Linked DNA regions of Sus scrofa: region 1 is linked to region 2. Evidence: chromatin contacts called from public promoter capture Hi-C data. All regions are on one chromosome and are shown on one strand. Each heading gives the region's core, a stretch centred on a gene start, on an enhancer-like site or on the middle of the called end of the contact. The rest is flanking DNA. Distances are from core to core; before and after follow the strand shown.

Region 1 (3,145 bases), core at 122-2,621, 160 kb after region 2:
CTGCTCTGTGCCACTGGTCCAGCGAAGGTCCAGGCAGAGCCTCAGCTTGCTGCACCTTGGCCTTTTCCTTGCTTCTCTTCTTCAGCTTCTTCTTCCTTTTCTTCTTCTTCTTCCTCTTCTTGTCCTTGTGCTTCCCCCGCTTCTTCCGGCCATCGCTGGAGGAAGAGGAGGAGGACGAGGAGGAAGAGGAGCTAGAAGAACTGGAAGAAGAGGAGGAAGAGCTGGATCGTGGTCTCCTCCGGGCCTTGTGCTTGCTTCTCTCTGTGATGCATGGAGAAGGTGAGGCTGGAAGGCCAGGAGGGGAAGAAGTAAACCTTCGTCCCCTTGCTCTGGCCTGTAGCAGGCTCAGGCTGACCCCAGAGGCATGAAGCCCTCGGGCAGGGCTTTCCAGAAAAGGGATCAGCACCCTGTGGAGAGGCACTTTCTGGGCTGCCAAGTCACTGACCACCCAGGAGCAGGGCAACCAGCCCCCACATCTCCCGCCCAGCTGCACCAAAGATATGATTAAGTGCTCCTTTCACTCAGTATTCAATGGGCTGGTCCAGCCGCTGGATTCTGAGCATCCTTCAATCCAGATACCCAGGATCTACACTCTGGGTCCTCCTTTGAATAGTGCTCTCTGCAATTTTCCCAAAGCCAGTCCGGAAAAGCCCGCCCAGCTGCCTGCAACTTCCTCCATGAAGTTCCCTCACCCCTTTCCCATTCCCTCTGGTTCTCACCCTCCGCCCCAGAGGAGGTAGTGCTGGCTTTGCGGCTTTGGGATCTAGAAGCCGAGCAGCTCCTGGGAGCGTCCTTACTGCTCTTCTTCCTTTTCTTTTCCGACCCTCTGCCCCGGGACCGGCTGCGACTCCTCGAGCGCTTGCGAGAGCCGACGTGAGCCATAGCGCCGTGGGCTGGAGGCGGGGAGACGCGCTTAAACTGGGGGTCCCTGGGCCGGTCCGCAGACTGGGTTCCAAGAGCGGCTCTACTCAGAACCTGGTCCTCTAGGGATCGATACCCGTCACCACCCGGGGCAGGGATATGAGGGGATCTATGCAATCGCACAACCCGCACCCGCCCCTCGCCCCCAGGTATCCCAGATTCTCGGCGGGCTCCTGGATTCTCCGCAGCGGCCTCTTTAAGGGCCCGCCCCCGCCCGGACGCTCCACGCCTGCGCGATCCAGTTCAGGAGCCCTAGGAACGGCAGTGTTCCTCAGCTGCCAGGTGAGTTCTTTATTCCTTTCCGCGTACTCCTACCCTCCACCCCGCGCCCTCCGCAGCCTTGCCGCCTTAAAGAAAGTCTCCGAAGCTGCTCCGCTCCCGCCTCAACCGTCCATTTGGCCGGACCACCTGCCCTGCACCGCGCCTTAGAGTAAGGAAGTGGCTGCTGGGTGACTTCCGGTCTGGGGGTGCTGCTCGGGAGACAGTCCGGCTGCGAAGCGAGGCGCGGTTGCCTTTAGTTCTGAAGCCCCAGGTTCCGTTTCTGTGGCAGCCCAAGAAACGGAACCTGGCGCGATCACCACGGGAGAGGCGAGTTGGGCATCCAGGCTTCCGCCTACAGGTGGAGCTCCGAGACGAGAGACCTGCTCTCCAGCCTGGCGCCAGTCCTGGAGTTTGCAGGCCTTTTGCTGCAGCTGTGCTTCTCCCAACGCTGTTCTTTCGGCGCGCCTGCAGCACCCCCAGACTCCCTGGCGCCCCAGGGAAGAAGGCGACCCTACTGCGCGCCGCTTTTCCTTTCTGGATTGTCTTCGGATGTGTCCACTGCAACGCGCTGCGAGCTCCAGAGCTTTGGTCTTTCCATCGTCCCCACCCAGTAATACAGAGATCGCACTCAAACGTCCATAAGGACCAGAGGGATCATGGCAGTGAATGAGGAAGGGACCCTGTGATCAAGAGCACCACAGGCCTGTCTAGAGTGGGGACAGCTGAGACCCTGCTGATTTCTGCAGTACGGATTGGGGCCTGGTGTTCCCAGATCTTCCCACTCCCTTAAGAAGTCAGAACTCAAGATTTCAACATAGCTACATGCCTCATCCAGTCTTGGGGCCAAGTTGCAAACTCTTCAGTAGTGATGATAGCAGCAGACACAGGGCTGTTAAAAATCACTTTATAAACATGAGGCCCCAGAACAACTCTAGGCCATACTCACCAGGTGAGGAAAGTAAAGCACAGAGAGGTCACACGGCTTACCCACAGTCACAGGTGGAAGTGATCGAATCAGAATTAGAACCCAGGCAGTCTGGCTCCAGAGTCCCTGCTTTTAATCCCTCTGCAGTAACCCCTCTGTACCATCCAGAAGATGCCTTAGGTGGCTGGCCCAAATCCTCTTTGTAGACAGGTGTACTCGCCCCAAGCCGTGGTATTTGCTGCTGACACCTCACACCTGTGCCCTTCTCTGGACGACTCCCTTGGCCACTGGAGATGGATGTCTGGGAAGTTACTCACCCCCTCCCTACCCTGAAATACCTTAAAGCCAGTTAACTGATGTTGGGGGCAAACTGTGGTACCATTCATGCTGCAAAGAGCCTATAAGATTGGGCTGAAGCTGGATCCTTCTTGAAACCACATTTGGCCCAGCTGCTTCTGCCCTATCCTGGTTCCCCTTCTTCTGAGAGTATTCCCTCCTTAAACCACTTGCACAGGAATCCCCATCTCAGCCTCTGGTTCTAACAAGCCCAACCTAAGGGAGTTCCTGTTGTGGTGCAAAATGGGATCAGCAGCATCTCTGCAGTGCCAGGACACAGGTTCAATCCCCGGCCCGGCACAGATCTGGCATTGCCACAGCTGTGGCATAGGTTGCAACTGCAGCTTGGATCTGATCCCTGGCCTGGGAACTCCATATGCTTAGGGGTGGCAAAAACAAACAAACAAAACCCTGATCTAAGCCAGCCTGTCTACTGAAAGAATGACCCAGAAGCCCGCACATCCTTTTGAACCAAGAAGTACTGAGGGTTGCAGGGTGTTTATTTCTGCTGGATCCAACCAGGCTCAGGTCAGCGCACACAAGTCCACTGTGGCAGGCTCCTCGCGAGTGAAGCCATCGCCGAAGCCCTCGTCGTCCACCAGTTGGGGCTTGCGGCAGCACATGGGGCAGAGGCGGTTGCGCACAGCAGAGGCCCGGAGCCAGACAACCAGGTTCCAGCGCTCACCGGTGCCCAGGGGCCTG
Region 2 (3,009 bases), core at 288-2,787:
TAAAGTACTTAAGTAACTGGTCGGGTATGATCATTGCAGGGTTACAGTGGCAGTCATCCAGGTGCTTGGTTCTGACTGGCCTTATAGGTAGAGTCTCACTCTGGAGATCTGTGTACTCAGAATACCTTTAATGGGTCTTTGGGAACCTCTTAGTGGAGGGAAGGAGTTGACGGTTTCGTATTTGTGGGAACCCTTTGTCTCGGTATGAACATCACAAGACCGTGTTTTGAGGTGAGCTGTGTTATGATGGCTTTCTTGGCCCATTCAGTCTCCAAGGAGATGGGACAACCTTTGGTCAGTTGTTCTCTCTCCCAGTATCTGAACTGTCTTGGATTGCTTTAACTTTAGCTTGCACTTACCCTTCCAGGGAAAAGCACTCCTGGCTCCTCAACCTTGTAAGGTGATACTTGGCAATAGGTAAACTACCACTAGGTTTTAGGTGTGCCCTGGTTAATTCCATTACTTCAGATCTTGGCAGACAAAGCCATCCTTGCTCACTCTAAACAGACACTCTATGCTCTCTTTTAAATTTCACTCAGTACCCTCCTGGTCTTTTTATTTTCCAACTGGAGAGTCCAATCGGGAGGGAACATCAACATGAAGCATTTTCTGATCCTCTGCCAGTTCCTTCTTGAGGTCGAGAACTAGAACTTACCCTCTGGCTACTATTACTCCCACTGTTTCCCACTACTTTCGATGACCAAAGAGCTTTTCAGTTTTTGGCCCAGACCATATTTGGTGTCTTGAAGAGAGAACTGTTTCTGCAAATCTGGTCGGTAATGAATATAAGTACCAGGCATCAAGGTTTGGACTTCGATTGACTTGTTTGTCCACACATTCCAAATGCCTTCCGAAGGTTTCCAGCATTCGTTCCCCTTAATTTGTCATTTTACTACCAAAGGACTTGATTTCCCCCCCGGACCCCCCAATTCCTGCAGATTGCCCCTTCCCTTCCCCTGTCGACTCCTGAGTGTTAGCAAATCAGGCGAGGCTGACGGCATTAAGAGGGCCTAGAGGTCGTGGGCTGGGTCCCGCTCCCGGGGTCTCCCTGCGTGGAAGCGAGCCCCGGGCCTTCGGGGGTGGCCGGGGCAGAGGTCGCCAAGTTTGCCGGGTGGCTCCTGGCGGAGGCCGGCCCTCGGGACGGGCGGGCGGCTCCCCGCGTGGCCTGACGGAGGCGCAGGCCCGCTGCCGAGTGAGGGAATGCAAGGCGGGCCCGGCGCGCACGGGCAGCAGCGGCCGCTGGGGCGCGCGGGGCACGGCGGCGCCGCGGCGTAGAGCTGTCAGGCCGGTCCGCGGGCGCGCCTGGCCCCGCGCCCCGCCGGCCGCCGCCGCCTCCCCCTCGCCCACGGCCCGCGCACCGAGCGCTGACACCCGTGGCGGCCGGCACGTGCGCCCGCTCGCCTCCCGCCCGCCGACGGCCGGGGAGCATGCCCGCGGGGGCCCGGCCGCTCGCCTGGGGCCAGCTGGCGGCGGCGGCGCGCGGAGCGGCAGGGCGCAGCCGGCCGGGCCGGGGCCGCGGGGCCGGCGCCTCCCCAGCGGCGTGAGGCGGCGGCGGCCCAGCGCGGCCGAAGAGGACGGAGCCGCGCCGCGCGGAGCGGGTGAGTGTGGCGGCGGCCGGGCCGGAAGGCGGAGCGGCCGGCCCCCCTCCCCAGGCCCCCGGCGAACCCCGGGGATGTGGGGGCGCGGAGCAGGCACGCCGGCAGCCTGCCGGGTGGGAGGGAAAAGCGGGAGACCCGGCCCCGGCCGCCCCGCGCGGGGAGGAGGGTGTGGCGCGCGGGGACCCCGGACCCAGGAAATCGCCCCCAGCCCGGCCCCCGGGGGAGGCGCTGGCTCTCCGGATTCGGGGCCCTAGCGCTAATACCGAATTTCTGTCGGTTCCGGCCGGGGCGCGGAGGACTCCCCTCCCCCAGTGCCAAGTGTCACGGCGGTCAAGGGGCAGGTGTGTGTGTGTGTGGTGCTGGGCCTGCCCGGGCCGGCCCGCGCTCTGAGAGGAAGTGGTGGCCGAAGCCCTCTGTCCAGCCTTCTGGGCTTCCCGCCTCCGGCCAGACAGCCCTCCAGCCAGGTGGGTGTCCGGGGCCGGAGCATGGGCTGTGGCCCTCAGAGAAGGGGCCAGGACTTAGAAGAAGTGCTGCCGCTGTCCCCCTCGCTGGAAGAAAATCTGGCCTATCTCCATCCTGTGAGTCTCCCTTTCCTGTTGTAACCTGAGGTGCCAGCTCTGTTTTAGGGCAGCCAGCTTCCTCCTTACTCCCTCCACCCCATCCTTTCTTTTCAGGGGCAGGGCTGATGGGTGACTTGGGGAGGAGACCCTAGAGCTCCCCTCCCCCATAATGTGCACTCACTCCCCCGGGAAACCTCAGATGGAAGTTCTAAGTAAATAGAGTGTGTTTGCTAGGCAAATGTCATTTCAAGGCAAATCTTCTAGCTCTGTCCCTTTTCAACGCATTTGCTGCCTCTGCGTACATTCCTGATTCCTCATCCTACACTCCTCTCCCAACTTCTGAAATATGGACTGGGGTCTCAGGGCCCCCCTTCTCCTCTCCAGAAGCCGGATTCTTCAGAGAGGACCTCCTTTGGAGCATCTTTCTTAGTCTGCTGCTGGCTCTCAAGCAGCCCCCACCTGGGAGCCACTGGGGCTGAGAGGCTAGACACCCCCTCACCTCCTTTCTGAGGGGAATGTAGTAAATGCTCCCCTTCACCTGAATCTCCCCCACGGCCAAGCCCCCAGTGTGACTCATCTCTGCTCTGAACTCCCACTGCACCTTATCTGTGTCTCTTGTGTGACTCTTATCACCTCCTGCCTTATTTTAGTTACTTTTGTGCCTGGCTTATCTGTCCCGCTGGATTGTGAGCTCCTGGAGGATGGAGGACAGGTGCAGTTTGATTTGTCCCTGGTGGCCTTGGGTCAGCACCCTGTGCACTGTCAGCATCGGTGTCCAGATAGAGTAGAAGCCCCGTCCCTAGCTTGCCTCTGGGGCCCTAATTGATCTGACCCCTGATGGTCTCTGTTAA

The links. Promoter capture Hi-C pulls out the DNA fragments that hold promoters and counts their contacts.
Region 1: a contact with region 2 is called in a promoter capture Hi-C map of fetal skeletal muscle, with 7 times the contacts expected there. The contact joins the promoter of ARL6IP4 here to the promoter of PITPNM2 in region 2. A contact is called at or near these places in 3 of 5 promoter capture datasets (fetal liver, fetal skeletal muscle and liver), 11 of 47 Hi-C or Micro-C datasets (embryonic fibroblasts, fetal heart ventricle, heart right ventricle and 6 more) and 1 of 2 datasets of contacts at active chromatin or transcription factors (skeletal muscle).

What each region holds. Positions count from the first base shown.
Region 1 is chr14:29,887,099-29,890,243 of Sscrofa11.1, forward strand. It overlaps ARL6IP4 (ADP ribosylation factor like GTPase 6 interacting protein 4), which reads right to left and starts at 1,372. Exons shown (of 5, transcript NR_033706.1): 1 at 720-1,372; 2 at 1-200. It overlaps OGFOD2 (2-oxoglutarate and iron-dependent oxygenase domain-containing protein 2), which reads right to left. Exons shown (of 7, transcript XM_001928564.5): 7 at 2,905-3,145. The coding sequence ends at 2,968.
Region 2 is chr14:29,728,563-29,731,571 of Sscrofa11.1, forward strand. It overlaps PITPNM2 (membrane-associated phosphatidylinositol transfer protein 2), which reads left to right and starts at 1,538. Exons shown (of 27, transcript XM_005670599.3): 1 at 1,538-1,598.